Regions from separate parts of the Mus musculus genome. Here all the other regions are linked to region 3. The links are chromatin contacts, called in public Hi-C and promoter capture Hi-C maps. All regions are on one chromosome and are shown on one strand. The core of a region is the stretch at or near the end of the contact, and the rest is flanking DNA. Distances in the headings are between cores, read along the strand shown. Region 1 holds the start of Klhl25 (kelch-like 25). Region 2 holds the start of Tlnrd1 (talin rod domain containing 1). Region 3 holds the start of Aen (apoptosis enhancing nuclease).

Region 1 (4,568 bases), core at 864-3,363, 3.0 Mb before region 3:
CAATGCTTATGAACTTGCTAAGAATCAATTTTGCATGGGAGGCTTCATCCAAGCAATAATTATATAAATGCTTTTGCTTTAGGAAATTGGCAGGGCACCTATAACTATAAATGCTGACTGTCATTCATTTAATGAAACAATTATTTGATGCTGCCCTGTCCCTTTGGAAAGTTTCTTGCCAGCACATTAGACCACCGATCAGCTCTGGCCAAGGCTCCTCTTAAATATGGGAACCCTTCCATCTTAAATGTCTCCAGATCTAGGCGGTATGGAGACACCCTCTTGAGCATTTACTGGCTCCCAAGCCCTCCATCTTTACAATAATCCTGTAGGAAAGGTTTAATGATACTCCTTCTGCCTGCAAGAACCATCCATCAGAGCATCACATAGTGGGGTGTGGTGCGGTGAGAAGAAAGAAGCCGATGGAACTTCAAGACCAGATTACAAGGTCTCAGAATTATAGCACACAGGCAGGCAGGCAGGCAGGCAGGCAGGCAGGCAGGCAGGCAGGCAGTCTCTCTCTCTCTCTCTCTCTCTCTCTCTGACATAGAAATCTAGAAAATATCCTCCCTCCCTTTTTTTTTTTTTTTTCCTTTAAGACAGGGTTTCTCTGTGTAGCCCTGGCTGTCCTGGAATCAACTTTATAGATCAGCTGGTGTGGAAATCAGATTGGCATTCCTCTGCCTTGTGTGCTGGGGTTAAAGGAGTAAGCCCCCACCGCCCAGGTCTAGTAACTCTTTTAATTAATTAATTAAATGTATGTGAGTACACTGTAGCTGTACAGATGGTTGTGAACCTTCATGTGGTTGTTGGGAATTGAATTTTTAGAGTCTCTGCTCGCTCCGGCCCAAAGATTTATTATTATACATAAGTACACTGTAGCTGACTTCAGACGCACCAGAAGAGGGCGTTCTCATTACAGGTGGTTGTGAGCGCCACTCCCCAGCTCATCTAGTAACTCTTAAATGAACTAATGGATGCGTTGGGCAAGTGTGATGTCTACTCTTGATCCTCAACTTGATTATATCTGGAGTAGCTAAAACCCAAGCAGCTGGGCTCACCTGTGAGGGATTTTTTCCTGGTTGGATCATTTGAGATAGGAAGACCCTTTTTTTTTTTTTTTTGAGCCAATTTCATTCTTTTTTTTTTTTCCATTTTTTATTAGGTATTTAGCTCATTTACATTTCCAATGCTATACCAAAAGTCCCCCATATCCACCCACCCCCGAAGACCCACCCTAAATCTGGGCACCTTCTAGCGGCAGCCTGGAAAAAGGACCTGGAAGAAGCAAGCTTTTGCTCTTTGTCTGCCCTTAAGTTTCACAGGTAGGGTCATTCTTTCATTGTATTATAGCCAACTTCTTCTGAATTCCAAGGTATACTGAAGACCAGCTGAAGCATCCAGCCTCGTGGACTGACAGTTGGACTCTCAGACGTTATATCCGGAGACAGCCATTGTTGGGCTACCCCGGCCACAGCCTGAAAGTTACTCTAATAAATTCCATATGTGTGTTGTATGTATGTATGTATGTATGTATGTATGTATAGATATAGATTTACTCTATCAGTTTTGTACCGCTGAGAGTTCTAATAGTGAAGGATATTTGAAGGGTTAAAAAAAAGTTTAGGAAGAAATTTCCACCGGCTTGACAGAACAGCTGAAGCTTAAAGTCCTCTCCCTTGAAATCTGGGAATTCCCAGTATAGACAGGGATTCGTGTCTGTAGAAATTCCCTCGCATCGAAACTAGCCGGGAGGGAAAAAGGATTTCCTTAACATAGGAGCGATTAGATTGCTGGTCTTTAAAAAGATCAACAACGGCTGTGATTCGGTAACAGAAAGAAGAATGCGTGTGATCGACAAAGACCTTCCTTAAGAGAAGCTCTAGAACAGGTCGTGTTGCTTTCTCCCAACTCTGGCCACCAGAACAGAAAGGCAATGGCCTGTCCCTTTAAGAATCTGGTGGCAGTCGCTTTCCTCTCCCCGCCCCGCCTTCCGCGGCACCGATGGCCTGGACGACCGTCCCTTTCTTCTCACGCGACTGTATTACGGGTCAGTCGACCCATCCGTCACAGAGGCGCGGTTTATGATTGGTTGCTGCGCTTCGGGCCGCGAGGCGGGGCGGGAAGGCCGGAGAAACTAGTTTGTTGGCAGCGCCCGTGCGGTTCGGCTACGGGATCGCGGCCGGGACTGGTGAGCCGGCCGGGGGCGGCGGCAGCGGCGGGGACTGCAGAGCCTGTGGGGCCGCACGGTGAGGATCAGGTCGGAACTTGTCACCGGGACAGCGAGCGATCCTGCTCGAGGATCGCCGGGCAGGGCGTAGGACCGCAGGCCCAGTTCACTGGGTCGGGGAAGTGGGTGCTGACCTGGGAGCGCCCCTCGATCGAGCTTGGGGACCCCGTACTGTTATGTTCAGAGCTCCCGCCAAGGGAATGAATTGTTTTCCAAACGGATGTTACGCGCAGGAGCGGCTACCCTCTCCCGGGAGTGTTTGATTCATTGAGTCCGCTGATTCTCTTTTTTAAAAAAATTACTATTGATCCTAGAAAGAGGAAACTGCTTGTCTTCGAGGATGCGAACCGTGCAGCTTTGTGCACACACCTAGCCAAGGTCCCCGCGACTTGCTTGTACCTAGCCAGGGCCGAGGGGTTAAACCAGGGAAGAGTAGACAGCAGGGCCTGGCCGTGTGGCCCGCAGCATAGGGTCCTTCCTGTCTGGAAAGTTGTCTATCAAGGGAGAGTGGTGACACTCCCGGAGCCATACGCCCCTACCTACCCAGGTGGTGGCCGATCTGGCAGGGCCGTAGCAAGTAGTCCACCCCCCCCTCCCCCCGCCATCCCATTCCCCTCCTCCCATGCGTTGCCCTGGCGCGAGAATTCCGCTGTGGTCTGCAAATCCCCACTGGACTAGTCTCCTTCATAGCTGTATTAGAAGCTTTTTCCTACTCGGGAATTGTGCCTACTGGGGCACCAGACACTTGGGTGCAAGTGCCTCAAGGACCTCAAAGTGGATTCTCACAGTCTTACTTTTTTTTCTTTTTTTCCTCTCCCGGTTTTAGTCTTGTTATAAACGTCAGGCCAGCCTTGAGCATGAAATCTCTGGTCCCAGTCTCCTGAGAGCTGGGTTTATAAGCAAGTGCCACCTTACCAATCTGGGAGACTTTCTAGAGACTCGAGCACAGGAAGTTGGGGGGAGGGGCGGACTCTCGGGGGCTTTGTAGTTCATCTGTACTTTGGGGAGACCAGAGGCCAAGTTGCTTTGGCCAAGGTTCATTGGGCACTAGTTCTCCCTCCATGCTCAGGGCAGGACAAGGTATGCCAGATGTCTGGGCTCTTCACCCCTGGAGTAAGACGGGGAGGGAGGGGCACTTGGCACCTGACCCTCTAGTTTGCTGAGCCTCTTTCATAAGCGGCACAGTTATGCTGGGAGGACTTTTTATGGGTGTTGCTGAAAGCTTGTGTCAGGGGACAGAGGAGGGAGGACCCACGGTGCTCTTATCCTACAGTAGATTTGGTCCCTCTAAGACAGGGTTGTGGAGATCACAGGCTTTGTCTGTGGAGATGGGCAAAGTCACTTTTGTCCCAGCCCTGTAATTATTGATATTTCAGCTGAGTCCTTTATCAGCAAGCCAGTCCAGGGAGATTGTTCAAAAAAATTGTGGAGGATGGACAGACGAAATCTTTTTCATGGGCATCGAACTGCAACTGGGTTCCTTGCGCCATGCAGCGGTGCAGGATCCGTGTGCAAGTTGTGTGTTCCACGGTGGCTCAGTTCCTGTTGATGGCATCTTAAGCCTGTGCCACCAGTGTAGGGAGAGAAAAGTAGGAAGACAAAAAGAAATGCCCCCGTGTGCGCTGTAAAGTAAATGCATCCTTCCTGTCTTAGAGGGAGGAGGGCGGCCTGGAGCAGTGAGCTTGCTATGTATGCAGAGACGGCTTTAGTCAAACTAATCATTTGAGCAGATGATATTGAGACCCTGCTTTCAGAAAGGAGGAGGTGCTGGCTCATGGATGGGGACCTTGATACATCAGTTTGCAGAACCCCAGGGAGCAGGTAACAGGAAGCTGGAGAGAAGGATGAAGGCTTCTTGGAGAGAGAAAAGGAAAGCCAGCATGAGCCTACCAAACCTTCATTCCATGCCCTGGTTGCAGCCATTTTTTCTAGCCATCCATCCACACTCTCCCAGGGCCAGCTCTAGGATGGGCAGCTGTCCAGGTTCATTGGAGGACCTGGCTTCCCAGCAGCTTCTGGGGGCTCCTGCTCACCAGCTCACTGCCTGGGCCCTGAGTTCTTTATTAGCTGGCAGTGTCAGTGTGCCCTGGGCAGGACACACACACACACACACACACACACACACACACACCCCTATAGAGCTGGCACAAGCCAACAGTGGTGGGCCACAAATGAATTGGCCGATTGAAATGCTAATGCAGTAAGTCCTCTAATGTGGTAAATTTCATAATTGAGTTGCCTTGCTGATCTGCCAGTGAATCCTTTTCGAGGCCAGGAAACACTTGGGAGCTATGTGAGGATGGCCAGGCAGAGGCAGAACTTAAGCATCCCAGCGTAC
Region 2 (4,915 bases), core at 1,989-4,488, 5.0 Mb after region 3:
TCAGTAAGCCTGAACCTATGGCTCATTATAATAGAGAAATGAGTGGAGGACAAAGAGAGCTAGGTTACTTTCCAGAAAAACTAGAGGGAAGAAGACAAAATCCCCACTAACAGTCCTCCCCACTAACAGTCCTCCCCACTAACAGTCCTCCCCACTAACAGTCCTCCCCCACGCACTGCATAGTCCAATCACATTCGATTGCCTTTAAAAATAGATCACATACATTTGTCTTTCTAGGGTGCAAGGATGCTCAGAGGAATAATACCAGAGGGAAAATGGAATTTTAGAGTGGAAATGGTTAGGCACTGGGGATTCACTTGCCAATGGATGTAAACCTTTTTCCCCCCACAGCTCCTTCCCACAGATGGCAGGCGGCATGCACAGTTAGTGAAAAGACAGTAACTGCGAAAAGCCATCTGAGAAACATAACAATTTAATAGATGAAATAAATACTCCAGTACATGCAGGGTAAAAACTTGACATTGGGGGGGGGGGGAAATCACTCTATAGTGTAATTTAAAAAATAAAACACACGCTCACAGTAGCTTTCCCCCCCACTTGCAAATCATATGGCAAAGTCATACTCTTTTTCACACCATGTATACTCTAATTCAACAAAAATAACGACATACAAAAAGGTAGCTACATCCATGTCTAAAGGAGGGAAAACTGAGGTAACCTTTCATTAATTAAAAAGAAGGAAGAAATGAGCCCATGACCTCTTTCCTGCCCAATTGATAACTGAGTTGAGGGGCTCGAGTGTGTAGGGTTAACCCTGCAGCCAGCAGACTACCCATCTTCTCTGTGTCTGAGTCCCTATAGTGGGCTGGTGGACACCCAGGCCCTCTGAGTACTTGATGATTGCATGGCCCTGCCTTCTGGAAAATTCCTCTTGAGCATTTAACATGAGGGAGGGGATCACCTATGGATTCTTTGGTATAAATGGAGAGGGGAGGGGTTAAGTGTCTTCCTTTAGCCTGGGGTGGAAAACAGGTATAGGGGCTGGGGTGGGGGTGGAGCGTGGGGAGTGCTAATTCACAGAATTGGAATTCACTGGCGGTAAAGTCCTGGGTGAAGACCTTTCCCTTAAAGCCTGAGATAGCAGGGTGCAGCCTTCAGACACGGCGCAGGCCGAGTTCCTCAGCCTCTCCCTGTGGTCCGACATCTTGGCGCTCCCATCTGGGTGCTGCGCCAGATCCCTGAGGCACTGGGTCAAGAGCACGCAGGCCGACACCACACTCATGGCACCTCCCAGGATGGCGGTCTGCACCGCCTTGCCCTCAGTGCTCACGGCAGCTGCGCGACCCAGGAATTGAGGCTCGGTGGCAAAGCCCACCAAAGCGCTCACCGCCTGCACCAAGGGCCCACTGAAGAGCGCGCAACGACTGCGGGCCAGCTCGCTGGGTGCCGCCTTCACTTCGCGTACGCATGCTAACAGCGCGGATGCACTTGTGCTCATGCACTTGACGCCCAGCTTGAACTGTTCGCGAGAGAAGCGGTCCCGTGACTTGTCACTGGCCAGGGCGCACGCATCCGTCAGGAACTTGAGGTTTCGAGACAGGCCCTGCGACACCTCCAGCAACAGCTGTGGGGTCATGTCCGCCAGTGGGGTGGCTCGCAGCACAGCACAGCCTTGTTCTACCTCGTGGCGGCAGCGTGTCACACGGTAGCGGTCCACAAGGCCTGGCTGTGCAGGTTGAGCGCCCGGTGTGGCCACGGCTGCCAGGTAGGCCGCATGTGCAGAACACTCGGTCAGCGACACCACCAAGTCGCCCAGTTCCACAAGACTGTCTCCCGCCTCTCCGAAGCGGCCCATGTTGAGCTGGCTCTGCACGTCGTGGGTGAGGATGGACAGCCCCTTAGTGCGCGCGATGATGGTGTCCCGGCACTGCTCGAAGGACTCCGCACCAGCGCCAGGGGAGGCGGGGCCTTCGAAGAGCACCGGCCGCGCCTCGCTAGACAGCAGCAGCAGGTCGGCCACCAGCTGCATCTTGCCCTTGCAGTGATCACAGATAGATACCAGCCTCTTCCGCGGCTGCGAGCTGGCCCCGCCGACGGCGCTCCCAGGAGCCGGAGAAGCCGCCTCGCCAGTGGGCTTCCCGGCGCTGCCGCTAGCCATCGCGCCCAGGGGGCACTGGCATGCCGCTGGGGAGCCCGCTACCACCGCCGCCGCGACTCAGCTGGCCAGGGCCGCGCTGCCTTCCGCGCACCATCATGCCACCCACCGCGGCGGGCACAGAGATCCGGGTGGCGGCGGCCGGTGGCCGGGCGTCGCAGGGCGGGCCCAAGCCCGCGGCAAGCTCTTCGGGGCGCTGTGTAGCTCGCGGGAACCGTGAGCCGGGGCACGGCAGACTCCTAGTCCGCGCCCCTCTTCACTAGCCTACCAGAAAAGTCCCCGCTGCCGGGCTGTCGCCACCTTCCTGGGCATGGCCGGCCGGGCCGCCGGAGCGGAGAGGGCGGGACGGGGAGGCTGGGAGTTGTCCTTCCTTCCTTCCTTCCTTTGAAATCAAAATCCTCTGCTCCTAGAGGAGCGCGGGCGGCGGCCCCGGCAGGCTTTGCTGTCAGCCGCTGCGCTGCGGCTATCCGGCTCAGCAGCGCACGTGGGCTTCAGGGGCGGCGACCCCGCCAGACGGTACAGGCTGGCGACGGCGGCCGGAGCTGACGCCCGGGGGCGCGCGGCCGCATCTCCTGCTCCGGCTCTTAGGGCGCTGGGCGGCCACTGGGCCGAGGGCGTGGCTGGCTCTGTGGCGGCCGCGCGGAGTCAGTCGGGCGGGAGGCTGCAACGCAGGGTGCTGGGCGGCCGCGCCTTCCCGCCTGGCGGTTCAGAGTGCGCGGCCCGGCGCCGCGGCGGCACGCCCTCCCCTCCTGAATGGCCTGCGGCCGGCGACCGGCTGTCGTGGAGATTCCATCTGTGTTTCCCCGCAGAGCCCGCGGGCCCCGCGCATCCGACGCCCCAGGGTGGTCGGCTCAGAAGGTGAGCGCGGCGTCGCGGAGGCCGACCCGGGCCCGGACTCCTGCCATGTTTGTCAACCAGCAACTTCCGAGCGACCTCCGAGCAACTGAAAGGAAGGGAGGAGACCGCAGGCCAGGGGACACCCGCCTGCCCGCGCACGGTTGCAGTTTTCGCCTCCTGGCGTCCGCCTCGCCCCCGGCTCGCCGCCGCCACCTCGGCCGTAACCTCCCCGGAGCCTATAGGAATCTTTTGTGTGGCGTCACCGCCTTTCGTTTAAATCCCGCTTCCTCCTCTCGCCCTTCCTCCCGCCCCCTCCGCCGATCCCGGATGCTTGCGCGATGCGCTGCTCCTCCCCCGGGAAGCTGGGGGCCGTGGGAGGACGCCGCGCCCAGCCCCGACGCTGCGGCCCTGGGGCCGGTGGTCCCTGCATCCGGAGAGGCTGGGAAGCGTGTGTGGTGGGGAAGGCCCGCCCTCGCTCCGCGCCCAGGCGCTGTGTATACCCTGGGGACACCGGGGCGCAGCCGCTAGTGGCCTTACGTAAGCTCTCAGCATGCCCCAGGACTCGATGCTTCCTCCCTGCCGAGGGAGCTAGTGTAAAAGGTGATCTGTTTTGCTTGCTTGGGGAGGATGCCACTCATTACTCCCGGGATCTCCCCACCGCCTCCGGATTCCAGTCACCTCTGAGATTCGATGACTTTTGCAAGCCCTCCTCCGCCCTTTGTTGTGTTGGACCCTCTCCTGTGGGTGGGTTTCCGTGAAACAGTGAAAAGGAGCTCTGATCACGCTTGAGTCCCCACAGCTTGTTTGACTCAGTGATAGACCCTCCCTGAGGTTGGTCTTACCCCCCCCCCCCCCAGCCGTTTAGGAGTTGTGTGACCTTGGGCAAGTTTTCTCTCCCAAGTTACTGTAGTCAGGTAGTGTATGGTGACCTCGGTTCCAGCTGGCTAGAATTCCAATGTGCCTTGATCAGCAGTTCGCCCTTTCCTGACTCCATCTATATAATGGAATAATAGCAACCATTGTTAAGTAAAGAGCCAGTCTCTGGAGGTAAACACTGTTATCTCTGGGTTACAGGCTGGGAAACTGGTGGCCCAGATGGCTCCCCGCCCTGTAACGAGGAATTAAACGGAGGACCTTGAGCTACTGTACTTTTTATTTATTAATTTAACTGTGCAGACAGGCTTTGAACTTCTGGCGATCCTCCTTCAGGGTCTGTAGTTGGTGATTGTAGGCCTGTGCCATAGGGCTTTGTGGCCAGGTGGACTAAGTGACTCCCTAGGCTCTTAACAACAGCAGTGGCTAAAAGAGAAGGTCCCCTAAACCCACTGGCCACACCCACTCCCTTTCTTTGTGCAGACCTTGTCTGCCAGAAACTCCTGGAACACCTGGGCCTCCTCCCAGTAAAGCACTCTCTCAAGAGCCCTGAAGTCTTCTGCTGGTGCCCAGCACTGCCAGTGTGTGCTCAGCCAATGGAAATGTTTGTTCTTCTGTCTCTTCGTAGGACCTCCACGTCCTACATTTTTAAGCCAGTTATAAGTGTTATTTATAAGTTGGATGGCCTCAAATTTATCGTCCAAACCCCAATAGTTTACAGAATAAATTATGAGTCAAGTTATTAATATAAGTTAATGAGGAACAACCGGTAAAAACCTGGATAGCCGCCCTACTCATAATCAAAAATAATAATTAAAAAAAAATGCCCTTGCAGATGCTTTAGATTTTAGGTGAACCAACTGTCTCTGCAAACTGAAGCCAGTAAAACCAATGGCTCTCTTAACAAGAATTCTATAGGGCTACTTCCTCCCTGGTAACCCAGGAATAGCAGTGAATCCTAAAAAATAGTTTCCTTAACTCTGAGAACCTAAGAGAGGGACCAGTAAGATAGCTCAGCAGGCAAAGGTGCCTGCCACCAAGGCTTCGTTTTTCAGATAGTGTCACTCTTCCTAAACTGATCTTTCCAGG
Region 3 (4,484 bases), core at 671-3,170:
CTCGCTGATTCCAGTTGGTGCTGCCTGGGTTTGCATGGATGTAGAACTAGCTACCCACCGCAGCATGGTCATCCTATCTACAGCTGCATCCTGTTGATCCATCCAGGAAAGCCTGGTTCTCCTTCCCCCAGCAGCCATCAACTGTCGGTAGCCAGGGATGGGGAGGGCTTGTGAGCCACTCCAGGCTCCATGCTCATGACACGGTGACTGTGTTGATCCTGCACAGGCAGCCCCGGCGGCTACGAAGTCAAGAGTCCTGACTTGAGACATGGACATGACCCCAGCCTTCCTCCTTCTCCTCCTCTTCCTCTGGCTCTTACAGTCTTTCTGCTCAGACTTCCAAGATGGTCGTGGGCCTTGGAGAGAAGGGCTGGGCTATAGATGTCTCCGCCATGGCTGAACATCCCACAGCCGCTCACTTGCAGCTTGACCAGTTGTGAGTGTCTGTGTTAGGGGCTACCCACCGCACAAAGAAACTTCTCTAATGAGGTCTGGGGCTGCACCAGCAGAATGTTTGAGTATACGGATTTTAAGGGCAGATTGATGCTGTCAGTTTAGCAAAATAGTAGATTTGCTTCTGGGGCCCATGAGCTCCTCCGGCTTTCCCTTTTTAAACTTACTTTTAAAAACCTGTTTTGTGTGTAAGTGTGTGTGTGCATGGAGGGGCAGGGGCTGAACACACATATGCAGGCTAAAGGACAACTTCAGGGACTTTCTTTCTTTCTTTCTTTCTTTCTTTTTTTTTGGTTTTTCGAGACAGGGTTTTTCTATGTAGCCCTGGCTGTCCTGGAACTCACTCTGTAGACCAGGCTGGCCTCGAATTCAGAATCTGCCTGCCTCTGCCTCCCATGTGCTGGGATTAAAGGCGTGGGCCACCACCGCCTGGCTCAGGGAGTTTCTTGTTGATTGGGGTATCTCGTTTCTGCCTACCCTAGCTGGCCAGAGAGCTCCAGTTAGTTTTTCTGTCTCCATATATCATCTAACTGTAGGAGTTACTGAGGTCACAGATAAATACCACTGCATCTGGCTCGCCTGCCCTCCCTCCGTCTTCTTCTTCCTCTGTCTCTCCCTCTCCCCCTCTCTACCTCTCTCCTCTGCGTAGCTTTGGCTATCTTGGAACTTGCTCTGTACACCAGTCTGTCCTGGAACTCGGAGATCTACCCGCCTCTGCCTCCGGAGTGCTGGGATCAAAGGTGTGTGCAACCACGCCCAGAGCTGCCTAGGCTAAGAAGGTTCAGGGATCAAATTCAGATTGTCAGGATTACAGAGAGAGCAAGCACCTTTTTTACCGCTGAGCAACTCTCCCATTCCTAAAAAAAAAAAATCACAAAGGAATACTTAAGATGAGTGTGGTGGCAAAACGCGTGATCCCAGCACTAGGGTGGCAGAGGCAAGAGGCTCATTCACAGCTAACACAGAAAAAGCGAGGACATTATGTGAACTTGACACTAGAAAAAAAAAAAAAAGAAAATGAGAGGACAGCTTGAGATCCTGTCTCAAAAAACAAAACAAAAAATAAACAAACAAAAAACCCAAATCAAATAAATATTGAAAAAGCAGTGCAGAAGAAGCAAACCTGATTTTTTTTCCCCCAAGTTTAACGAATACTGTATTATTTCACGGACTTCTCACAACCCCAAGCCTGGAGGGGCTGCAGTTCCCCGAGGCAGATCGGGATGTGCTCTTTGAGGCTTTAAGTCTTTGAAGGTTGCGGTTCACTAGGCGTCGGGTCAGAAACCGGACGTTCCATTCGGTTTTATGCTAACCTCCTAAACGCTGCCCTATCCCGGCGCAGGCCACGCCCTCTTCCTTCGGTAGCCCCACCCCTTCCAGTTGGCACACTTACTGAGGAGGAGCAGGATCAACCAATCAGAAGAGTCCTTAGGCGGGCGCTACGCCCCAGAGAACCAATAGACAGGTAGCCGAAGCCGGGCTTGTCCGGGCAAGGAGCTTCCGCACCCGGCAAGGGTTCCACGTGAAACCTGGGAAAGCGCGGCCGGGTTTTCAGGTGAGCTAGGGGACGGCCACAGGGAGTCCCGGGCCGCCCGTTTCTGTCGCCAGCCGCCTGTGGCTCTCGGGACGGGTTGGTTTGCAACTAGGCCGGGGCGCGGCCTCACGTGGTCCTGGCCGGACTCGGGGCCGGTGGGCCTCAGGGGACGGCGCGGACGTTGAGCGTCCTCTGGACGCCTCAGCTGGTGAGCGCGGACTGTCCTCGTACTTTTGTTTTGTTTTGTTTAAAATTGGTCTGGTAAGCTTTTGGGCAGCATCGGGGACCTTTATTGCGCCACCCTTTCTCAAACTGGGATGATTATCGCAATCGTGACTTGAGGGTGGGATCTCGGGTCCTAATCCCCAAACTTTGCCTTCTACCTAGAACGGTTGATGCCATCCGGTTACTTTGTGCTAGAACAGGGTCTCGACAGACAGACAGAGACCTGGGCATGGCAGGCAGGGCATGGCAGGTGGGGCCCTTATGACAGTGACGTTTCTGGCTTTGTAGCTTCTTGGGAGCCTTCTCATCTGGAATCCTCTTGGGTCAGGGACCCTCACTTGAAGGCCACGTGCCTACCATACTGACCAGAGTTAAGATATGGAATATTTGTACGTGGCCTTGTTGAAAGGACTGTGTCCTCTTCTCTCCAACTAAGCTGAGCTCCATTCAGGGCTGCAGGCTGTGGACGTTCTCTTTGTAATTGTTGGTTCTGACATGTTCACAGGGTGAGGGACTATAGGAAATGGCTGCTTTTTATCTCTTAACACAAATACAAAAGTACAGAGACTTTTTCTCAAGGGGACCTGATTTTAGCTTCTTTCAGACCTTGCCGGCAGGGACAGGAAAGTCTATGATCAGCAGGGTTAGCACAGGTCTTCTTAGCCAGATTTTCTCCCTTTGAGGTGTGGTTTGTGGAAATGAGGAGGTTGCTGACAACCTGTTTTTAAAAGAGGGGGTGCTATTTGGAGAGTGAACGAGCAAGCTGAGAGCCATTGAGTCAGCATGGGTCACTGGGCCTCCCCCTGGCTAAGTGGACCTTTACTCACACACATGCTGGCATCAGCAAACACAGGACTGGTCTTTCCTCCTATCTTACTGCTACTTACCCTGTGTCTTGATTAGGGGTTTACTGCTGTGAACAGACACCGTGACCAAGGCAACTGTTACAAGGACAACATTTAATTGGGGCTGGCTTACAGGTTCTGAGGTTCAGTCCATTATCATGGTGGGAGCATGGCAGCATCTAGGTAGGCATGGTGCAGAAGGAGCAGAGAGTTCTATATCTTCATCTAAAGGCAGATAGAAGACTGGCTTCCAGGCAGCTAGGATGAGAGTCTTAAAGCCCACGCCCACAGTGACACTCCTCTAACAAGGCTAGACCTCCTAATAGCGCCACTCCCTGGGCCAAGCATATACAAGCTTTCACACCTGTGATAATATTGCTCAGGCCCCTAGTCTGAGCTCATCCTCCGATGAGATAGCTGTGATGGCCCCTGCAGTCTTCCAGTGACTCCATATCCTTCTCCATTCCATTCCACCTGTCTCCACGCCCCCTGCTTCCTAGCTGTTTACCAGCACCAAGCTCTTTGCTCTGTGCCTGTCAGGTTTCTCTTCTCTGAACACTTCCTACCCTGGGCTGCCTGGTCCATCCATCCAAAATCCTGCAGCATCTCCTCTGGCCGGGCTCTCCTTAATTCAGTGTATCTTTCTGGTGACTGTCTCTTCCTGTCAGTCCTATTGATCTGTGGTTAGGAGGACCTTGAGCTCTGCAGTGTCCTCCAGGCCTGTCGCTGTGAGGCCCAGCCTGGGCTTCTGAAGCAAGTCTGCCATGAGAGAGGGACAGCAGACACAGTGGGGCTCTGCAGCTCGCTCACCTGAGGGAGCTCTGAGGAGGAATGCCTGTTGTCTGTGGAGGATAAAATCCAGTGTATTGGAGTACACAGGGTGGATTCCTTTGCTCTCCTCATAGGCAGTTAAAGTCCTGGGTCAGTGCTGCTGGGTACAAATTTTACAGACCCACCTGGGTGCCTTGGCCTCCCTCACTTGACCAACAGATACGAGGCTAAAACACCAGTATAGGGTAAGGGTGACTTGTGGAAGGCCCTCTAAAGTCAGTGGCAGAAGGTGAGGTGATAATAAGGAAGAAGCGGTCTCCCCAGCTATCACCCATCAGGTACTTACTACAGGGACCTCATGTTGCTGCTGGCCCTTCTTCCTCAGCATCAGGCTAGTTTTGTCAGGCCTGCGTCCCTCCCTGGTGTTTCCACTGCCCACGCCCTCTCCCTGTAGGGTTACTGTTCCCCATTTACTCAGAAGTGACTTTTAGGAGTCATCTTGGTCTGCTTTTCCTCCTTGGGTGGCTAGCCGGCCCTCAGCACACCATCTGCTGCGTTTCTATGTCTGTGGTCAAACTGAGCTTCTCAGCCCACAATCCATCTTGGTAATTGTCCAGCACCTGGCACAGTTGGGACCCCAGAGAACCTCTTTGTAA

The links. Promoter capture Hi-C pulls out the DNA fragments that hold promoters and counts their contacts. A called contact is a pair of places that touch in the nucleus more often than the background predicts.
Region 1: a promoter capture Hi-C map of pre-B cells shows a contact between it and region 3. The contact joins the promoter of Klhl25 here to the promoter of Aen in region 3. A contact is called at or near these places in 5 of 39 promoter capture datasets (cranial neural crest, frontonasal cranial neural crest, maxillary cranial neural crest and 2 more) and 1 of 484 Hi-C or Micro-C datasets (CD8 T cells).
Region 2: a contact with region 3 is called in a Hi-C map of regulatory T cells, with 7 times the contacts expected there. The contact joins the promoter of Tlnrd1 here to the promoter of Aen in region 3. A contact is called at or near these places in 4 of 484 Hi-C or Micro-C datasets (CD4 T cells, CD8 T cells, erythroblasts and 1 more).

The regions. Positions count from the first base shown.
Region 1 is chr7:75,846,225-75,850,792 of GRCm38.p6, forward strand. Klhl25 (kelch-like 25) reads left to right here and starts at 2,114. Exons shown (of 3, transcript NM_001122780.1): 1 at 2,114-2,249. It overlaps Gm51489 (a long non-coding RNA gene), which reads left to right. Exons shown (of 3, transcript XR_003946804.1): 3 at 1,376-1,488.
Region 2 is chr7:83,881,103-83,886,017 of GRCm38.p6, forward strand. It overlaps Tlnrd1 (talin rod domain containing 1), which reads right to left and starts at 3,239. Exons shown (of 1, transcript NM_030705.4): 1 at 1-3,239. The coding sequence starts at 2,119. The coding sequence ends at 1,031. It also overlaps a transcript of Mesd not described here.
Region 3 is chr7:78,894,007-78,898,490 of GRCm38.p6, forward strand. It overlaps Aen (apoptosis enhancing nuclease), which reads left to right and starts at 1,921. Exons shown (of 4, transcript NM_026531.5): 1 at 1,921-2,008. Gm39039 (a long non-coding RNA gene) reads right to left here and starts at 1,776. Exons shown (of 2, transcript XR_882236.1): 1 at 1,577-1,776; 2 at 1-356.